Linked DNA regions of Mus musculus: all the other regions are linked to region 1. The links are chromatin contacts, called in public ChIA-PET and promoter capture Hi-C maps. All regions are on one chromosome and are shown on one strand. Each heading gives the region's core, a stretch centred on a gene start, on an enhancer-like site or on the middle of the called end of the contact. The rest is flanking DNA. Distances are from core to core; before and after follow the strand shown. Region 1 holds the start of Dcaf12 (DDB1 and CUL4 associated factor 12). Region 2 holds the start of Aptx (aprataxin). Region 3 has its middle 8.1 kb from the start of Gm34213. Region 4 holds the start of Smu1 (smu-1 suppressor of mec-8 and unc-52 homolog (C. elegans)).

What was found. Promoter capture Hi-C pulls out the DNA fragments that hold promoters and counts their contacts. ChIA-PET counts read pairs in DNA pulled down with a chosen protein or histone mark. Capture Hi-C pulls out chosen DNA fragments and counts their contacts.
Region 2: a promoter capture Hi-C map of cranial neural crest shows a contact between it and region 1. The contact joins the promoter of Aptx here to the promoter of Dcaf12 in region 1. A contact is called at or near these places in 1 of 39 promoter capture datasets (cranial neural crest) and 2 of 115 datasets of contacts at active chromatin or transcription factors (double positive thymocytes and regulatory T cells).
Region 3: an RNA polymerase II ChIA-PET map of effector CD8 T cells shows a contact between it and region 1, with 15 read pairs. The contact joins the enhancer-like site here to the promoter of Dcaf12 in region 1. A contact is called at or near these places in 2 of 39 promoter capture datasets (cranial neural crest and second pharyngeal arch cranial neural crest) and 5 of 115 datasets of contacts at active chromatin or transcription factors (effector CD8 T cells, embryonic limb bud, embryonic stem cells and 1 more).
Region 4: a contact with region 1 is called in a promoter capture Hi-C map of liver, with 2.6 times the contacts expected there. The contact joins the promoter of Smu1 here to the promoter of Dcaf12 in region 1. A contact is called at or near these places in 3 of 39 promoter capture datasets (cranial neural crest, frontonasal cranial neural crest and second pharyngeal arch cranial neural crest), 6 of 115 datasets of contacts at active chromatin or transcription factors (bone marrow-derived macrophages, double positive thymocytes, embryonic stem cells and 2 more) and 2 of 9 other capture datasets (adipose tissue and liver).

The regions. Positions count from the first base shown.
Region 1 is chr4:41,312,376-41,317,130 of GRCm38.p6, forward strand. Dcaf12 (DDB1 and CUL4 associated factor 12) reads right to left here and starts at 2,526. Exons shown (of 9, transcript NM_026893.3): 1 at 2,113-2,526; 2 at 836-1,090. The coding sequence starts at 2,190. It overlaps Gm46891 (predicted gene, 46891), which reads left to right and starts at 1,967. Exons shown (of 2, transcript NR_168697.1): 1 at 1,967-4,527.
Region 2 is chr4:40,700,044-40,704,974 of GRCm38.p6, forward strand. Aptx (aprataxin) reads right to left here and starts at 3,151. Exons shown (of 8, transcript NM_001025444.3): 1 at 3,094-3,151.
Region 3 is chr4:40,778,959-40,783,257 of GRCm38.p6, forward strand. No RefSeq gene overlaps it. Among named protein-coding and RNA genes, the nearest start is that of Gm34213, 8.1 kb to the left of the region's middle. Within about 2 kb of position 2,378, at least 183 of the 459 cell types and tissues checked have an H3K27ac peak or open chromatin away from gene starts, as enhancers often do. A contact at or near this core is called in effector CD8 T cells, embryonic stem cells and memory CD8 T cells, where this site is marked.
Region 4 is chr4:40,755,154-40,759,664 of GRCm38.p6, forward strand. Smu1 (smu-1 suppressor of mec-8 and unc-52 homolog (C. elegans)) reads right to left here and starts at 2,732. Exons shown (of 12, transcript NM_021535.4): 1 at 2,624-2,732; 2 at 474-684. The coding sequence starts at 2,649.

The DNA.
Region 1 (4,755 bases), core at 1,276-3,775:
ACACACATTTGTCCCAGAAACTAATCATATCTTTGAGTTTTGTTTGTTCTGAGACAAAGTCTCAACTATAAAGCCCTGCCTGACTTGGAACTGTAACAATTCTATTGCCCCAGATTCCAAAATGCTACATTTGGATTCTAATATATGAAAAAGTATTTGTCTCATTTCTACCTTCAGCTTGGTGCTTAATACTTCTAACTATGTCAAAGGCTGATACACAGCAATGAAACGGTCACTACCGTGTACCCTAAATGATGCTCTGACATCAATTTCTCTTTGAGGCCTCTTATCTAAAACACTAGAAGCAGCAGCATACAGAGTCAGGGGACCTAAAACACATGTTCATTTGAAGGGGTCGGGAGACTCAGAAGTGAGAAAAGAAGCAGAAAAAGAGGACAAGGTCACCAATGAAGGAGGAGGGAGAGAGGGAAGCTGATGGGAGCACGTTTCCCTCAAGAGCCCAGACCCACACTACAGTTTACTCATTCCTTGAGCACTTCTTTGTCCTAACACTTCTAATTAAAAATCTCTTAATAAACTCCAACTCTGCTTACAAAAAAAAAAAAAAAAAAAAAAAGGCAAACAAACGGGGAAAGACGAACAGTGAAAGGTGCTAGAGTAAACCAAGTCCCACATCTCAGACCTAAGAAAAAGGAAGCACAGCCCACACCGCTGAGCTCTGGGAGGCAGAGACAGGCAGATAGATAGTTCGAGGCCAGCCTGGTCTATGGAGTGAGTTCCAGGACAGCCAGGTCTTCACAGAAAAACCCTGGTCTCAACCAAACCAAACCGCAGCAGCAACAAAAGGAAGACAAAGAGCACTCCTGATACTTACTGTGTTGCATTTCGTGCCACACACCACTTGCCTATGATTCAACCACTGAGAAGCAAACACTTTATTAAGGGTCCCGAGGTGAAATTCTCTCTCCTTGAGGAGACTGGGAAGCTGTTGTGCTGCATAACCATGTAACAGGCGAGAGTAGCTGGTCTCATTCTGGAGCCTGACTTCGCGGTTCTTCAGGTAGTACACTAGGGATCTCTTCACTGGGGGGAGTCTTTTCCTTTTGTGCAGCGAATGATCCCAGCCAAACTGTGAAAGCCAACATCAGAAATCAGGGGTTTGGCCACTTTTCCTTCAGACAAGAAGTCTGACCGTTTTATAAAAGAACCAACACGAATTCGTCCTTCGGGATTTACACAATCAAACATTTAACAGAAGATTTGTAATCCAGAAAGTACAGTTTAACTCGGCTAGCACTGAAATAAGGCTCTCATAATGAAGACTACTTAGAAAATGGATAAACAGGGCAAAAAAAAGTTAACTAAACCTTTGAGGAAAGTGGAGGGCTCAGAAATAACATATACCCAGGTGTCCTTGATAGTTACGAAATGAAGTCCATATTACAGAACCCACCTGGGCTGCACTTCTACCCAGCCCCCTTCTCCCTCTCCGCCTGTGCACCCCGTAGAGCATAAAGAGTATAGCTCAAAGAGCCAGACTGGGGTCTCGGATCTTCCAGGGATGTACAGTCAATGGCCGCTCATCTGACTCCGCGCGACTTGCGCTGCGGGCAGTTTTAGAATTCGAAAAATCAAATACCAACGGGGTAACCTGCGTCGGAATCCCAAGTCCAAGAGGCCTTCCTCTCCAAAGGGGGCAATATAGAGATGACACCTGGTGTTTCTTCTAGATGTCTAAAGAGCCAAAGGGGCCTGCACCCAGTTTAGGAGATGGTTTCCTTGATAAGAGACCATCGGCCCTTATTCCTAGTGCCACTGGAAGGTCCACTTCAATCTCCTTCCCAGTAACTTCGGAAGGTCGGTCTTACTTCCGATTCCCCTTGTCTTCATTTTCTCCTCCCTCCAGGAACGAGGAGGTCCTGAAGCTCTCTATCCCTAGCTGCTGACTTCCAGCGGAAGGCGTCATTTTGTAGTTTTCTTTTGGCTCCTCACCCTTCCGGCCCGCCTGCTCGCCAGTACACTGCAGAAGGACCGGTCACTGCTCTACAGTCCCGGCTCCGGTTCTCGTCCCGCCCTGGCCCCAGGTTCCTGAACCCAGCTGGAACGCCCTAAGCCCCTGCTAGGTGATGACCCAGACCTGTGAGCCCTCACCTGCGGGCCCTGAGCGTCGCTCCCGGCTCCTGGCGAGGCAGACGCTTTCCGCTTCCTGCTAACTGCTTTCCGGGCCATAGTGGGCAGCGCCGCCGTGGCCCCGCAGCCACATGAGGCGGAGAAGGCAAGGGGCGGCAGGGCGACGGGTCATGAACCGGGCCCTGGGGCCGCGCGCTTTCGAGCGCCCGGCCCGGAAAATGGCTCGGATCCCGGGCAGCAGTCGATCAAAATGAGGCGCGTAAATGGAAGAAGGGAAAATCCGGGTTGGGAAAGGGGAAGGGGAAGGGAAGGGGAAGGAAAAGCAGGAACAAGCAGCTTTCCTACCGCCGTGTCTGGAAAGGACGGCGAGCGGCGAGAACCAAAACACCCCCCTCCCACTCGCCCGCGCCCCGTCACTCCTGCGCAGCCGCACATAGCAGCACGTCGCCACGGAGACACCGCCCAGACCAGCAGGGCGGGACTTAAGCGCAGCAAGGAGAATTGATGTCCTCGGAGAACTTCCGCTTGCCTCTTGCCAATGGCGGTTAAGCTGTGGCCAAAGGAATCCAGCCTTCTGTCGGGACATTTCCGACCTCAGCCAGCTCATCCTCTGGCATGCGGAAGTAAGCATGAGCTGCCTGGCTGCGGGACCAATCTTGAACCTGTAACCATCATGGTAGGATTAAAGATATTCTAGACACCCTGATTGCCAGATTGCAATCAGACTATTAAAACACTGGACTCTAAGAAATTGCAGTTTTCCTGGGAGAAGGAAAGGACAAGGGCACAGATGCCAGCCAATAGAGGAACTTGACTCCAGGAAAGATAGATCACAGTTGGGAAAACTTGTCAGACTACCTTCCCAGAGAAACTGGGCGAACAGATGATGGATGCGACCACACCTTGCCGACGACTGCTTACTTAAGCATAGCTGTTGCCTTTAAGCCTAAACAAACCACACGTCAGCCCCTAAGATGGACTAGGATAAGAGAATGTCCCGTCGTTGTTCTTTCCAATGAGACCGAGTTAACACCTTTCTTCAAGTTTCCCCTTACACTTTGTCTTTTAGTTGGCCTGTTGAGAATGAGTTAAGGCTGCTAGGGCCCAGGTTCTGACCCTTCCTTATACCTCAGAAGACGTTTCTTAATCCTGTAACTAGTAGCCTCACATTTAGCACTTTCCCCCAACATTCTCACAAACTGTCAATGGGCACAAAAGATTAGACACTTTAAGGAAGGCAGAGAACCCCACATCACACTCCTTCAAGATGGATTCAGGGTAGGAAGGCAGCAGTATGGTCAGATTTTTGCCACATCAAAGTACCAGAGCTAACGCAGGCTGCCTCACATGCCTGTTGGCACAGGTCTCCCCACACATACGGAGTCCCCAGATTCCATTCTCCACTTCTTTACTCTCCAGCTCCCTGTCTATTTTGACTCCTGTCTAAACCTCAAGTCACTTTTCCCCTTCTTTTATTTATTCCTTTTCTTTCTTTCCTTTTTTTTTTGAGACAGGGTTTCAGTGTATAGTCTTGGCTGGTCTGGAACGCAGCATGTTATATAAATCAATCTGGCCTCAAAAGTTATAGAGCTCCACATGCCTCTGCCTCCCCAGAGCTGAGTTAAAGGTGTGTGCAACCACATCTAATAAGTCACTTTCTTTCATAAAATGCCACCCTTTTTAGGTCTGCAAGGTCAAAGTCACACTGTCCTTGTGCTTCAGCAAATAGACCCATCGCTGTAATTCATGCCATTGCCTGCCTTTCTCTCGGAGCCCAGCCTTGATCTCCATTAAGGAGTGAAATCTTGAACCACAGAAAAGAGAGTGGTCATTTTTGGCATGTCCGGTTTGGACTGGCACCAGTCACCAAACAAAGCGGGATCACCCTTGCCTCCATTTTCCGAAGATCCTGAAGGAATGTGAGTGCCAGCTTCCACTTTCCTCAGGCAAAGAAACCCTTGGAGGAAGCAGGATGTTCTTGCTTGAGACTGACTGGCCTCAGGCTGTGGTGCCCAGTTACCTGCTGGTCCCTTCAGCTTCAGGCCTCATACCTCCAGGGAACTGTGTTGGCCCATCTGCCGTTCTGCCTACAAGAAGATTTGATTTGTTTTCCAGGTTGAAATGATGTGCCACCACCCCAGATCAGCACTGCAACTAACCCCTAATACTACCTTGGGAGAGGCAGCCCCATCTTTCCTGATTAGGCTTGTGTCTTCGGAGATTAACACATTGTGAGCGGGCAGGACTGTGGCAGCCCTCCCTTTCTGAGTCTGTTCTGGTTCTGTCTTGCCTCACAATGCTCTAGATGACCCAGTCGTTCACTGGACAAGAGTTTGGAACCCTTTGAGGATCTCCAGGCTCAGGCTGAGTGGGGCTGGACTCCTGGCATCCTCAGTCCATGTCAGGACACACAGGACACTGGTGCAGCTTCATTCTGTAAGTTGTCCTGCACACTGACATCCCAGGATTATCCTCAGATCCACACGCCAGATCATCTCTGTGGAAATGGAGTAAAGGTCCACTTGGAGGACTGAAAGTTCACCTTCCAGCTTTGTGTGTGTGTATATGTGTGTGTGCTGGGGGCTCAGACTCAAGGCCTTTTCTTTTCTTTTCTTTTCTTTTTTTTTTTTTTTTTTTTTTTTTTTGAGACAGGGTTTCTCTGTG
Region 2 (4,931 bases), core at 1,901-4,400, 610 kb before region 1:
AGAGAAAGCATCCAGCCATGTTGTGTCAGGGAAGTGGCCCCGGGGGCTCTGATATCCCAGACTGGGGCTGGGATAACAAGAGTAGCCTAGCCTTTGAGCTGCTGAGAGCATATTAAACATGAGGGAATGTGTGTGTGTGTGTGTGTGTGTGTGTGTGTGTGTGTGTGTGTGTCTTACATTCACGAATCCAGAGCATTTTGGCTTGTGGTAGCAAAAGTGCCACCAGCGGGGAGTTCAGAGCGGATTAACAATTTACCAATTCAGTTCAAAGTTCTCTGTCAGTCAGAAAAGGCCTCCAAAGCCACCAGGTCAGAGAAGGCCAAGAGCCAAGGGGACTGAGCAGGAAGGACTGAAACAGGCATCTCGGGTTAAAGAGCACACGTGACAGTGCAGGCTTCCACAAGGAAGTGTGAGTCAGGAGAAGGTGGACTTGGCTGCACCAGACACGCCGCCTCAAGTGTCACTCAAAAAGAGGGCAAAGTAGGGGAAGAACACCGGGACAAGAGGCTAAGCTCCAACACAGTCAGCAGGAGACAAAGCCAAGCTTTACATGTCAGAGGATGATGAATCAACAGAAGCCCAAGAATACCTAGCCAAGGGCCATGTGTAGGCAAAGGAGTGCAGGGAGCTGGGATCAGAGACAAATCCAGAAGCTGCTATTAAAACAGAGGCCAGAAAGTCCAAAAGACAATTCAACAGGTCTCTGAGGGGAGCTGATACGAGTATAAAGTCAGCTGTTCATCTAAGATCTAAACCCCGGCCTAGTGGTGATGGTACTGCAGGCAGATCCCATTTATAATGCTACCTCCCATGGGGCATCTGTTGGACCAGCTACAAATTGATGGCTGGGCAGGTAAGAGACAGGAGAGTGAAGCATGTCCTTACTGGGTATTGAGAAACAAGTCTTATGATTGACAAAGAAGCCAGCAGACAGTGCAGCTTCTGAGTAGGAAGAGAGAATCCAGTGAACAGATAGGAACATGGCAAGACGATGGAAACACACTCCCTTCTGCCACAAAGTTCTTAAGTTGTGATGCTCCGATGCACTGCTTCCTGTGGAGCTGATGCAGTTACTGCACAATGCTTACACAAAACCTTAAACAGCAGGTTGGCCCATTTGGGCCTCCAGACCCAATCTGTAGGAATTAATGACTGCAGAATACAAGAACATAGCTGGGTTTGTTTAAAGTAGAATGCCCCAAAACAGAAGTTCATTCTACCATTCCCTCTCCCTTCTGCAATGGCCCATTTGCTGACTACACCACTGGTTACTATGCCCTGATTAATTCTGGTTGGTTGGTTTTCCTTTTTCCAGACAGAGTTTCTTTGTGTAGCCTTGGTTGTCCTGGAACTATAGACAAGGCTGTCCTCATACTCAAGAGGTTCACCTGCCTCTGCCTCCCGCTGGGATTAAAGTCATGTACCACCAACACCACCCAGCTCTTTTTTCCCCTTCCCTTTTCTCCCTCTTGCTCCAATCCCGCTTGCTCCAGGGCCCACTCTCTCCGGCCCATAGGTTCTTTATTTGTTTCTCATTACAGATGAGCCACCATGTGGTTGCTAGGATTTGAACTCATGACCTCCAAAAGGTGCTCTTAACTGCTGAGCCATCTCACCAGACCCCACCTAGCTATTTTTGAGTCCTAGGTGTCTTAGTTAGGGTTTCCATTGCTATGAAGAGACACCATGACCAAGGCAACTCATATAAGGACAACATTTAATTAGGGCTGGCTTACAGGTTCAGAGGTTCAGTCCACTATTATCAAGGTGGGAACATGGCAGTGTTCAGGCAGACATAGGGCTGGAGGAGCTGAGAGTTCCACCTCTTGTTCTGAAGGCAGCTAGGAGAAGACTGGCTTCCATGCAACTAGGACAAGGGTCTTAAAGTCCACACCCACAGTGACACACCTACTCCAACAAGGCCACAGTTCCTATTAGTGCCACGCCCTGGGCCTAGCATATACAAACAATGACGTTAGGAAACCCAAATGACAGGGCAAGTGACATGAGGCCAGAAATCTATCTTGAAGCGCTGTTAGCACAAGAATTTTCTTCAACAATGGAAATGTAGTAAACCTTCAAGCCACACTGATAACTGAGCTTTTGAAGGGCCATTAACACAAGTAAGGAACTGAATTTCCAATTAAACTTAAAGTTGCATAAGCACAAGTGAGTGTGGACTAATGTCCAACACAGACTTGAACTTAAGACTCTCAGCTTCTAATTTCTCAGAGGAATTAGGCTAAGTATTTCACAGACTGGCTCCACTGGCCAACATCCTCACTCTTCCCTCCCCAGACATACATGCAGGCACCTTTACCTGCACATACCATCTTTCAAGAATGCAGCATGGCTCCTGGCTAATACAGGATATCCAGAAGTTTGAGGTTAGACTACCCTACATACTGTTACCCATCTTGAAGAAGAAAAAAAATTGTCCAAGCCCAGTGGCAAACGCCTGTATCCCATCACTGGGAGGTAGGGACAAGAGGATCAGAAATTTGAGGAGGCCAGCTGGGCTACAGGAGACCTCTAAAATTAAGTGGGGAGGAAGGGCCTCTTACGAAATCCCCAATATATGTCGATTTCTCAAAAGTAATTACCCAGCAATTCCAAATTGGTGTCATTTCAAAAACCCCTGCTTTGTTGAATCTCTGCATTGTAAAGAGAAAGACCTTACACTGCTTCCGGCATTCTTAAGGCCCGCTGGGGACACTGCTAGTGCACCTCGAGTTACTCTTGGAAGGCGTTTCTGGCAGAAACACTTTCCTGTCAGGCTGAACAGCCCCGCTGCATGGACTTTGTCCACTCTTATCTCTAAATCTTTTCATGCTGATCTGGCAGCCAACTAGGTACAGGAGCCGGGTGGGGATGGGGGGCGGGGAGGGTGGGAGGCCGGAACAATGCGGCGGAAACAAAACTCTGAAACACGCCCACCTGAGCAAGACCAAGGGGTGGAGCCTAATCCGCCCAGAAGAAAGAAACCTCGAACTCCACCCTCAAGGTCACCGCTCCGAGTTAGCAGCCCGGGCCAAATGCCCCTGCCCGCTTCTAACCCAGCAAACTACGAAGGCAGGCGGACCATTAACTTACCTCGACTGTGGACACCCACAAACTTCACGCTGCTCTACTGCGCCTCGCCGCTTCCGGTGCTGAGAGATGACGTCACAAACGGCTGCCTAGCAACCGGTGATGATTCCAGTATCTTTTCGAGAATTGGCTGGAACGTTTTCTCGCCCGATACCCAGGTAGAACAGTGGCGCTAGCCGCTAGTTGTCCCCCGTGAGGATAGCTCCTTTGCTCGCAGCCTCCCGGTTGTCTGAATCCGGAGAGATTTCAGACAGCAGTCTTCTGTGGCTCATCTACGCAGCCATGTCGCCTTTTAGCACTTCCTCCTCAGGAAGCTTGCTATAAGTTAAAGCCATCTTTGAAAGGGAAAGAACGAGGTTGGAGGTAGTGAGAGAAATTCGTTCTGTAGCCCAAATTGGTCTTGAACTCGCGAGAATCTCCTTAGATTCCCCCAGTGCTGGGATTGCAGATGTGAGCTACCAAACACAGCTTTGAAGCCATCGTTTAAACTACAGGCTGGAGTGCCTTACCACCCACGTTAAAATTACACTTTTCTTTCTCTCTATAAGGAGAAAAAAGACTGAAGAGAGAGACAGAGGAACCCTGCTAAGATTTTTTTTTTATGATGTCTTCTCTAAATGAACTGAGGGCAATCAGCAGGAGGTTGGGATGACATATGTGTACTGATTTTTATAGCAATTCCAGGACGTTCCCTGAAAGTCTTGTATTGTAAATCACTAAAGACTTCTTGGCAGATGAAAGAATTCCTATCTCGTGAGTAAAATCAGAGTGTAGAATCTGAAACGCAGTCGAAACTGAACCTTACGGAGGCCCCCTTTTTTGGGGGTGGGGGGGTTGTTTAGACAAGGTTTCACTGTGCCCTAGACTAATCACAAACTCAAGATCCCCTGCGTCTACCTCTGAAATACTGGGATGACAGGTCTTCGTCCCCACTCTCAGCTAAGAGCTCTTTTGTTTCTTGATCAAATGGGTTACTATTGTTTTCTTGAAAAAGCAGGCTCCACTGTCTGATGGAGATGACAAGACAGGATGGGAGGATGTCCCTGAGAGCAAGGGAAAGCCGTGCTTTTGTTGACAAAGAAGATGCGGGTGTATGTTAGGATCAGAGCAGGAAGGGAGGAGGAATCTCAAGCTGTACAAACCTCAAGGCTGAGAACGTGGTCCATAACTGCCTAAGACATCAAGGCAGATCTGGTGACCCGACAGTTTGCGTTTTCCCTCAGGATTAGGCCTCTTAGCCAAGACTTCTACGCAGTCTCCATTGTGTCTCGTACAGCTAAAAATTAAACTGGGTCATTTGTGCAGAATTGAGCAGAGTTTTCCTAGCCACTGTATTAGGTCTATTCCATTGTCTGCAGTGCACTGACCAGAAAAGCAAGGTTGTTTGGAACAATGCACGGTCAAGGGCGTGGCAGGCACTTAAGACATTCACTGGGGTTCACATTGCTAGGGGACTACGCACCAAAATTTTTTCAGTTTCTCTATGAATCAAACAACTACTAATTTTTGTCACCCTAAAGCCCCACTATTCTGCTCTTAGCTTCCATGGGTTTAACCAATCTGGAAATACCATTTAAGTGAAATCATGTAGTGTTGGTTTTTGTAATCATTTTCTTTCACTTAGCTAGGTGTCAAGTTTCATCTACAATGTGGCACAAGTCAAAAGATCCTTTTTAAGGCTAATGTTTTTCTTTGGGTTTTTATTTTTTTAATACTTTTTAAGATTTATTTTATTTATATGAATACACTGTCACGGTCCTCAGATACACAAGAAGAGGGCATCAGATCCCATCTACAGATGGTTGTGAGCCACCATGTGGTTGCTGGAATTGAACTCAGGA
Region 3 (4,299 bases), core at 1,128-3,627, 530 kb before region 1:
AAATTTTAAGTGCCAAAGTGATGGCTCAGCTGGCAAAGATGCTTGCCACTTTCCTGACAATACTACTTCTATGCTTTGGGCTCACATGATGGAAGAAGGGAGGCTCCAGAGAGTTGCTCTCTGACCTCTGTGAGTACATGCACACACACACACACACACACACACACACACACACACACAAATACAAATTTCAGAAAATATTGAATTGCTGGGTGGGGGTGGGGGTGCATGCCTTTAATCCCAGCGCTCAGGAAGGCAGAGGCAGGAGGATGTCTGAAAGTCAGAGGCCAGCCTGGTCTACAGCATGAGTTGCAGGACAGCCAGAGCTACACAGAAACCCTGTCTTAAAAAATCAAAAAGAAGAGGAAAGAGAAAGGGGGCTAGGGGTGAGGTCGAGGAAGAGGAAGATGAAGAGGGAAGAAGGAAGAAGAAAAGGAGAAGGAGGAAGAGGAGGAGAAAATGTTTAAACACATTTTCTTATTTTTATTTTTTATTTTTTGTTTTTTTGAGACAGGGTTTCTCTGTGTAGCCCGGGCTGTCCTGGAACTCACTTTGTAGACCAGGCTGGCCTCAAACTCAGAAATCTGCCTGCCTCTGCCTCCCAAGTGCTGGGATTAAAGGCATGAGCCACCACGCCCGGTTTAGATACATTTTAAAATGTGCTAAGAGGAGAGAGCTGAGGAGGTGATGCTAATGATAAAATCTGACCATGCACTTACTCGTGGCATCTGCAGCCCATTTAGACCTCTCATCTATAAGACAAACTTGAAACAGAGTGTCTTGCCTGCTGTGCACAAGGAGCTGTATCGCCTATTACAGAATCAGTCTGCATGAGCTCCTGCTAGGTCCAATGAGCCAGCCGAAGACAAAGACATTAAAAGAGAAATTTGACACAGTCTCTGGATGACACCAGTACCCTGGCTTACCATGCTTCCAAAGCTTTGTGGCTACATAAAAATTAAAAAAAAAAAAAAAAAAAAAGTATGAGCCAAATAGAGCACGGTAGTCCGAGGTTATAATGCCAGAATTTGAGAGGTTGAGATTGAAGGATTACAGCAAGTTCAAGGCTAGCCTGAGACACTCTCTCTAAAAAACCAAACACTGGGGCTGGAGATGGCTCTGCTGCTATCTCAGGAGTTTCATTCCCAGCACTCACATGGTGGCTCACAACCAACTGGAACTATAGTCAGAGGATCCAAAGTCCTCGCCCAGTCTCCATGGGCACCATTCACAAACATGGTGCACAGACATACATGCAGCCAAAACACTCATACGTGGAAAATAAAAGTAAATAAATCTTTTTGTTTGCTTGTTTGTTTGGGTTTTGTTTTGTTTTGACACAGGATCTCACTATGTAGTTGTGGCTGTCTTGGAACTCACTACGTAGACCATGTTGGCCTTTAACTCAAAGAAATCTGACTGCCTCTGGCTCACTCACACGTGCTGGAATTAAAGGCATGCACCATTATGTCCAGCATAAAGAAATCTTTTTTTTTAATTTATTTTTTTATTGTCTATAAGTACACTGAGCTGTCTTCAGACACTCCAGAAGAGGGAGTCAGATCTCATTACAGATGGTTGTGAGCCACCATGTGGTTGCTGGGATTTGAACTTCGGACCTTCGGAAGAGCAGTCGGGTGCTCTTACCCACTGAGCCATCTCACCAGCCCCAAGAAGTCTTTTAAAACAAAAAAAAAAAAAAAAAAAAAAAAGAAAAGAAAAGAAAAGAAAGGAAAAGAAAGAGCTGGTTCGATTGTTTTTCTTATCCTGAAGACTTCCCTTTGCAGAGGGAATTGTAAGTTGACTTCTGCATTGTTCTGGCTTAGGGATACCAGAAGAATATCATCTGTAAACCCACAGGCCCCAGGTACCTGGCCCTAAGCAAACAGTTCATTTGTTGTTCTTAGACTTTTAGATACATCAAGAAAATGAGCATTGTCTCCATGAAGTCGAGCTCTCCTGACTGTCTCTTGAATTGAAGTTCTCGGCTTTCTACCGGCTTTCTACCGAGGAGCCCACACAAGGCCGTAGGGTAAAGGGCATCTTTCCCTTGTCAGTGTCCTCCTTAAATACCCCTCCATTTTAAATTCTGCCTCATCACAATTAACCCTTTCATGGAAACCACATTTCACCAGATATTTCTTTTCCCACTGTATGGCTCAGGGACAGACGATGACTTAAAGCAACCTGACTAGATTTTCTTTAGTGGTTATTAAATGACACATGACAGTAGAGACTGAAGAGATGGCACCACAGTCTAGAATCTAGCCTTGGATGTGAAGAAAGACAAAAAAAAACGGAATAGCAAGGGTGCAGCGGCTCCAAGCAGATTTAGAGGTGGGAAGGGCAGGAAATGGAGGAAGTTCACACCCTTTAACCTCAAGGCTCTATCTGTGAGGTGGTCCAGAGCAGCAGCTGGGGGATGGGCAGGATGTTGTGGCTTGGTAAAGGGAGTTGCTGTAAATAAGGAAGAAAAAGCAGCTTGCATTACCTCGAGGAATCCCAGCAGTGGCTACAGGTTTTAGGCAGTTGAGACATTAAGGGAGCCCAGCAGGGACCTGTTGGGCTGTAACTTGGTAGAAGTCTCAGTGAGGTGGAAGACGATGAGAGTCAGGGTTTGAAAGAACTGACATGTAGTCACTCTAAAACATTGGAATCTGAGACTAAGGTGGTACCTTAATCCTGACAGGAGTTGAGCCTGAGCAGAGCATCTAAAATGAAGGGAAACGTTAACTGGAGAAAGTCATGGAAATGAGGGGCAATTCCGCACAAGTGTAAAAATACAGAAACCAGCACATGGGGGATTCGCAGACAGAATTCAGAGACATGCAGATCCATACAGGCACGCAACACGGGATGGTGCTCATAAATCCACAACCTGAAGTACAGACTGTCCCCTCTTCTCTCTGCCAGCATACAACACAGAGAGGCCCCCACAGGGACACAGACGAATGCATATATTTAGATAGGAAGCCCATAGGTAGAGACATGTATAGTCATATGACAGATAAACTTTGAGTCACTCGCCGCAGTCCTGTGACTGAAGTGAGTAAGATTTCCCCCGGGGATTGTTTTTCTTGTTGAGTCTGGCTACTGTGGTGTCCACGTGGCACATTTGCAGTTGTCAAGAAAAAAAAAAATCAAAAAACAAAAACCCCAGAAACCTGAAGCCTTTCTCAAGTTAGAAATAAAGGGTTTGACACAGCCCAGCCCTGGCTTACCAGGGCAAGATGTCTGCTGACACTTTTGTCCATTTAGAACTGATGTTCCAGCTCAAGTTCTGCCCCAGGGCCTCTCAGTCACAGGAAACAGCCTCCCCCTAGCCCAAGGCACACCAAGACAGCTAGTGGCTTAGACTGAACACTCTTGCACAACCAGAACCTCCACCTTTCCCAGCCCAATCATTTTTCAACCCAACAAACCAGCCTTACTTCCCAAAAGCAGTCTGTCAGGAAGGAGAGGCAAGAACAAGAAGGGTGGGGTGGAGGTAAACGTTAAGTCTCTTGTGGCTAGAGAGATGAATCCAGGGTTAAGAGCACTTAGTGATGTTGCAGAAGACGGGTATTCAGTTCTCAGCACCCACATGGTGGCTCATAACTGTCTGTAACTCTAGTTCCCCGAGGGTCAAATGTCCTCTTTTGGACTAAGCCAGACATGTATGTGATGCACAAACATATGTGCAGCCAAAATATTCATACATGAAAATAAAGATAATATTTTGCTTTCACTCGAAGTCAAACTTTTAGTTCCCCTGAGTGCTAGTTCCTCTTACTTCAGCCCCTAATCCCTCTGTCCTGCCTCAGTAGAACCTCTCTCATCTCTGTATTCCAGAGCCTTGTCATGTCTTCAAGGGCGTTGACCACCTCCATGCTATCAAACCCAATAACTACAGAAAGACAAGGCTCAGGAAAGTAAGGCAGATTTAACTTCTTTTTTTTTTTTTAAAGATTTATTTATTTATTATATGTAAGTACACTGTAGCTGTCTTCAGACACACCAGAAGAGGGAGTCATATCTCGTTACAGATGGTTGTGAGCCACCATGTGGTTGCTGGGATTTGAACTCAGGACCTTCGAAGAACAGACAGTGCTCTTAACCACTGAGCCATCTCACCAGCCCTGGATTTAACTTCTTACAGTTTGGCTCAGTGAAGACAACCGGAGAATTAAAAAATATCTACCCAAACACAGGAGTAGAAATAAATGGGTGGGTGTAATGACTCCTTTCTCTTGGATAGATAGATATCTGCGGAGCAATGTGGGCTACAATAGACAGCTAAGAAAATGACCTTTCTTCAGA
Region 4 (4,511 bases), core at 1,482-3,981, 560 kb before region 1:
GATTTAATATTAGAATATTTTTTTCTCTCTCTCTTTTCTCTCTCTCTCTGTCTTTCTTTCTCTCTCCCTCCCTCCTTCCTTCCCTCCCTCCCTCCCTCCCTCCCTCCCTCCCTCCCTCCTTCCTTCCTTCCTTCCTTCCTTCCTTTCATACAAAGTCTACTCCTGGCTGGCCTGGAAAGCATTATGTATACCACCTGGCCTCAAGGCCATGCTCAGCTTTAAACTATTTCATTTAATGACTACCTAAAAGTAATCTCAGTTTCCCTGGGTCTGATCTTCAAAACCATACCAAGAAATAATTTCAGTTTGGGAAAAATCTTGAATCTTCCAAAAGGGAAGAAAGAAAGAAAGACCCTGCTGTGTCTTGACAGGTACATCTTACATGCAGTTAATCCCTAAGTGCTTAAGAGAGACTCACTGATGCTTCCCAATTAAGGGCCCGACCAAAACCGTCAACATCACCTCACTCTTACCTGTTCATAGAGATCAATAAGGGTTTTGTCTGGCAATTTCAGAGACTGTATAGCCTGTAAAACAGTATCCCAATGGCCACTATTAATATCAGCCACGAAACTTTCAATGCTGTCCACAGTATTCAGAGAGACAGTAGTTTCCTCCTGTAAGGTGGCCAGTGCCCGATGTAAACTGTTCTCCTTCAAGTACTGCATGATTAGTCGGATCACACTGAAAGAAAGAAAGAAAGTCATTTAGTCTGGAGATTGAAAGGAAGTTGGTAGCCATTATTATTCTGATCACTAGATCTACTGGACATTTGTGTGAAATACTTTAAACCTGAAATAGTTAATGACATTTTCCTTTTTAAATCAACTGGCCAGGCAGTAGTGGCACACTTCCTTAATCTCAGCATTCAGAAAGCAGAGGCAGGTGGATCTCTGAGGCCAGTCTGGTCTACAGAGTGAGTTCCAAGACAGCAAGGACGACACAGAGAAACCCTGCCTCAAAAAAACAAAATTAACAAATTGAGTCATCTAAAATGCTATAAAAAAATCTGGTCTGTTAAAAAATTGAGTTCTAGCATTCTGGAGGCAGAGAAAGAAAGGAAGGTGAATCTCTCTGAGTTTGAGGCCAGCCTGGTCTACAGAGTGAGTTCCAGGACAGCCAGGACCCTGTCTTAAAACAATAACAACAACAATAATAATAACAATAATAATATGAACATGCAGTTATTCCTCATATAGAAGGGTATTCAAGACTCAAAGATTGGTCGTTAAGGCTATTATTAGACCTCAGGGTAAAATATCCTTTGCAGTTCCTGTCCCGACTAACATTATCCAACACGTTTTGTCGCTGTTTTATTTTTCTACACAGGGACCATCTGTTACTGCGTCATATTTTATTTACTGTTTTTGTCTACTGTCTGCCTCCCGCAATCAAAGCATATATTCATTTAAAGACGATTTATAAAGCTGGGGGTTGGCACACGTCTTTAATTCCAGCACTCCGGAGGCAGAGGCAGGTGAATCTGAGTCTGAGACTCACCTGGTCTACAGAGTGAGTTCCAGGACAGCTACGGCTTCACAGAAAACCTTGTCTCAGAAGCAAAACCCAGGAAAAAAACGACTTACATATAACTGAGTTAAAAATATGTATCTCACCGGGCGTGGTGGTGCACGCCTTTAATCCCAGCACTTGGGAGGCAGAGGCAGGCAGATTTCTGAGTTCGAGGCCAGCCTGGTCTACAAAGTGAGTTCCAGGACAGCCAGAGCTATACAGAGAAACCCTGTCTCGGAAAAAAAAAAAAAAAAAAATATATATATATATATATATATATATATATATATATATATATATATCGCTATGAAGAGGCTCAGGCTGGACTCCAGGCCTTCCTACTTGCCCATTTAATACTGCGATCATAGACGTGCATACTTCACATCCAGCTTCAGTCTTAAAAATACATAGCAGGTTTCAGACTCCGCCGACTTAATTAATAAACCTTGCTTTTCTGCAGATCTTCAGAACATGCGTATCTCTCCCCTCCACTCAGAACACAGCTGTTTGCTAATTTCATAATTTAATTTTACTTTTCAAAAAATAAAAGGCGGTGGGTGGAGTCCTGGGGAGTCCAAGCAAGACTCTTCAGTCACTCACTCCCCGCCCACCTGGCTCCTCGTCGCCGTCCCCGCCTTCACTAAGTCTCATTCTTCTGACTCAATCAATATTCAAATTCTGTGTCCACAAAGAGGTTCTCTCTCTCTGCAAATTGCAAACCAAATCAATACACCACACTGGATCTAATCAGATAGGAGAAGCAGCAGAGTCTTTGGGGTAACTAGTGCTTGGACCAGAAGGAAGAGCTGAGGGACTGGCGGACACCCGGGCAGCGCCGAGGGCGGTGTGGCTAGCAGAGGAAACCACAGTAGTCAGGTCTACTCGGTGTGCCCCAGCACAGCCCGACGCCGGGGCCCAGGGGCTCCAGACGGCCCGCCCCACGGCTGCTCTCTCGCGGGCCCATCTAAAGAGGGAGCCAACCCGGAAAGTGCTTCGAGGCCGCAACCTCCGGCGCGCAGCTCCCCCTCCAACGTCCTCCGACCACCCTCCACTCCACCCCACGCCACGCCGCGAACACGCCACGCCGCGAACACGCCACGGCAGGACTCACTCGGAAGACTCGATTTCGATCGACATAGCGGTAACGCTCCGGGTCCAGGCCCCACTCAGCACACAGCCGGTCGCACAACGCCGCGCGACACTTCCGGCGGCCGCGCTGCGACACTTCCGCTCCGTTAGGGTCTAAAGGGCGAAGGAAGAACACGCCCAGGTGGGCGGGGCGTGAGGGGCGGGGCCTCGCGAAAGCGTGGCAGGACTACGAATGCCCATCGGTTTCGCGAACGTACACACAGGTGGAGTCTTTCTACAGCCTTGGCTGTCCCGCCCTCCTCTGCCTCCCTAATGCTAGGATTAAAAGTGTGCGCTATCGCGCTCAGATCCAGCTAAGAATTAAGTTGGAAAAAGCTGCGGTTACGGAGAAAGAAATGTAACCAAATGCGAAGTTATAACAGATCTGAGACTCCTTTCAATATAGAGTTTAAATCATACCTTACTGGTATGGCATGACAGAGCTGAGGACATAGCTCAGTGATCAGAGTGTTTACCTAGCAAGTCAGACGCCCTGGTTCAATCCCCACTAATAAAAAACCATACATAAATATTGATGAATTTTATAAATAAAGGCTAGGGAAAAGGTGGGATGGACATGCAGCTTATAGCTGGCTTCAAACTAATTATATAGTTGAAGATGCCCCTACTTTCCAAGGGCTAGAATTACAGATGGCATCACAGTGCTTATCTCCAATAAGAGCTATTTTAAAATTCTATTGACAAAGTACATATATATGTATACACTTATATATATATACATATTCATACATATACATATACATATATATACACACACACAACACAGTGGCATGTCTATCTTGTGAAATTACATATTGAGATAGTTTAGGGATTTCTAATGGCTCTTGTCTACCTTCCACACAATTTCTTTACAGTCTCCTTTTTTCCCCCCAGTGCTAGGTATCAAAACCAGAGCCTTTCAATATAGCCGCTCATATGCTGTTTATGTTTTCATTTTTACTTGATTTTTGTTTGTTTGTTTTGTTGTATTGTGTTTGGTTTTTGACACAGGATTTCTCTTTGTAGCCCTGACTGTCCTGGAACTTGTTCTGTAAGCCAGGCTGGCCTTGCTGCCTGCCTCTATTCCTGAGTGCTGGGACTAAAGGAGGGAAATTTTTAAAAAGAGTCGTTTGAAACTAAGTAGAGAAAATGACATATGCTACTGTTACAATGAATGGGATCTTCTAAGGTGCTTGGATTAAAGAGGTGTATCACCATGCCCAGCTCTTTCACGTTTCAAATCACCTATTTCCCATCAACTCTAAAGAACACAGTCTCAGCCAAGCAGTGGTGGCACACCCCTTTAATTCCAGCACGGTGGAGGCAGAGGCTGGAAGCTCTGTGAGTTCAAGGCCAGCCTGGTCTACAAAGTGAGTTTCAGGACAGCCAGAGAAACCCTATCTCAATAATAAGTATAATGACTTCTGAGATAGTCTCATTCAGAGCACAGCATAGGAATTTATTTCTTTCTTCTTTTCTCTCTCTCTCTCTCTTTCTTTCTCTCTCTCTCTCTCTCTCTCTCTCTCTCTCTCTCTCTCTCTCTCTCTCTCCCTTCCTTCCTTCCTTCCTTCCTTCCTATCTTTCTTCCTTTGTTTCTTTCCTTTGTTTGTTTGTTTGTTTTCTGAGATTGTGTTTCTGTGTCTCCATGGCTGTCCTGGGATGAGCTGATTCTCCCCTTCCATCACTTGGAAGAATATTGAAGGGAAGATTACAAAATATTGGGAGGTCCCTGAGTCAAGTACTGCTGAGAACATACTGCAGAAATCCCTATGAGAAATGGTTCCAACAGGCAGGCTAGATAGTGCAGGCCCCTAATGCCAGGTACTCAGGAAATAAGGTTAGAAGATCACAAATTCAAAGCCTTCTCAGGC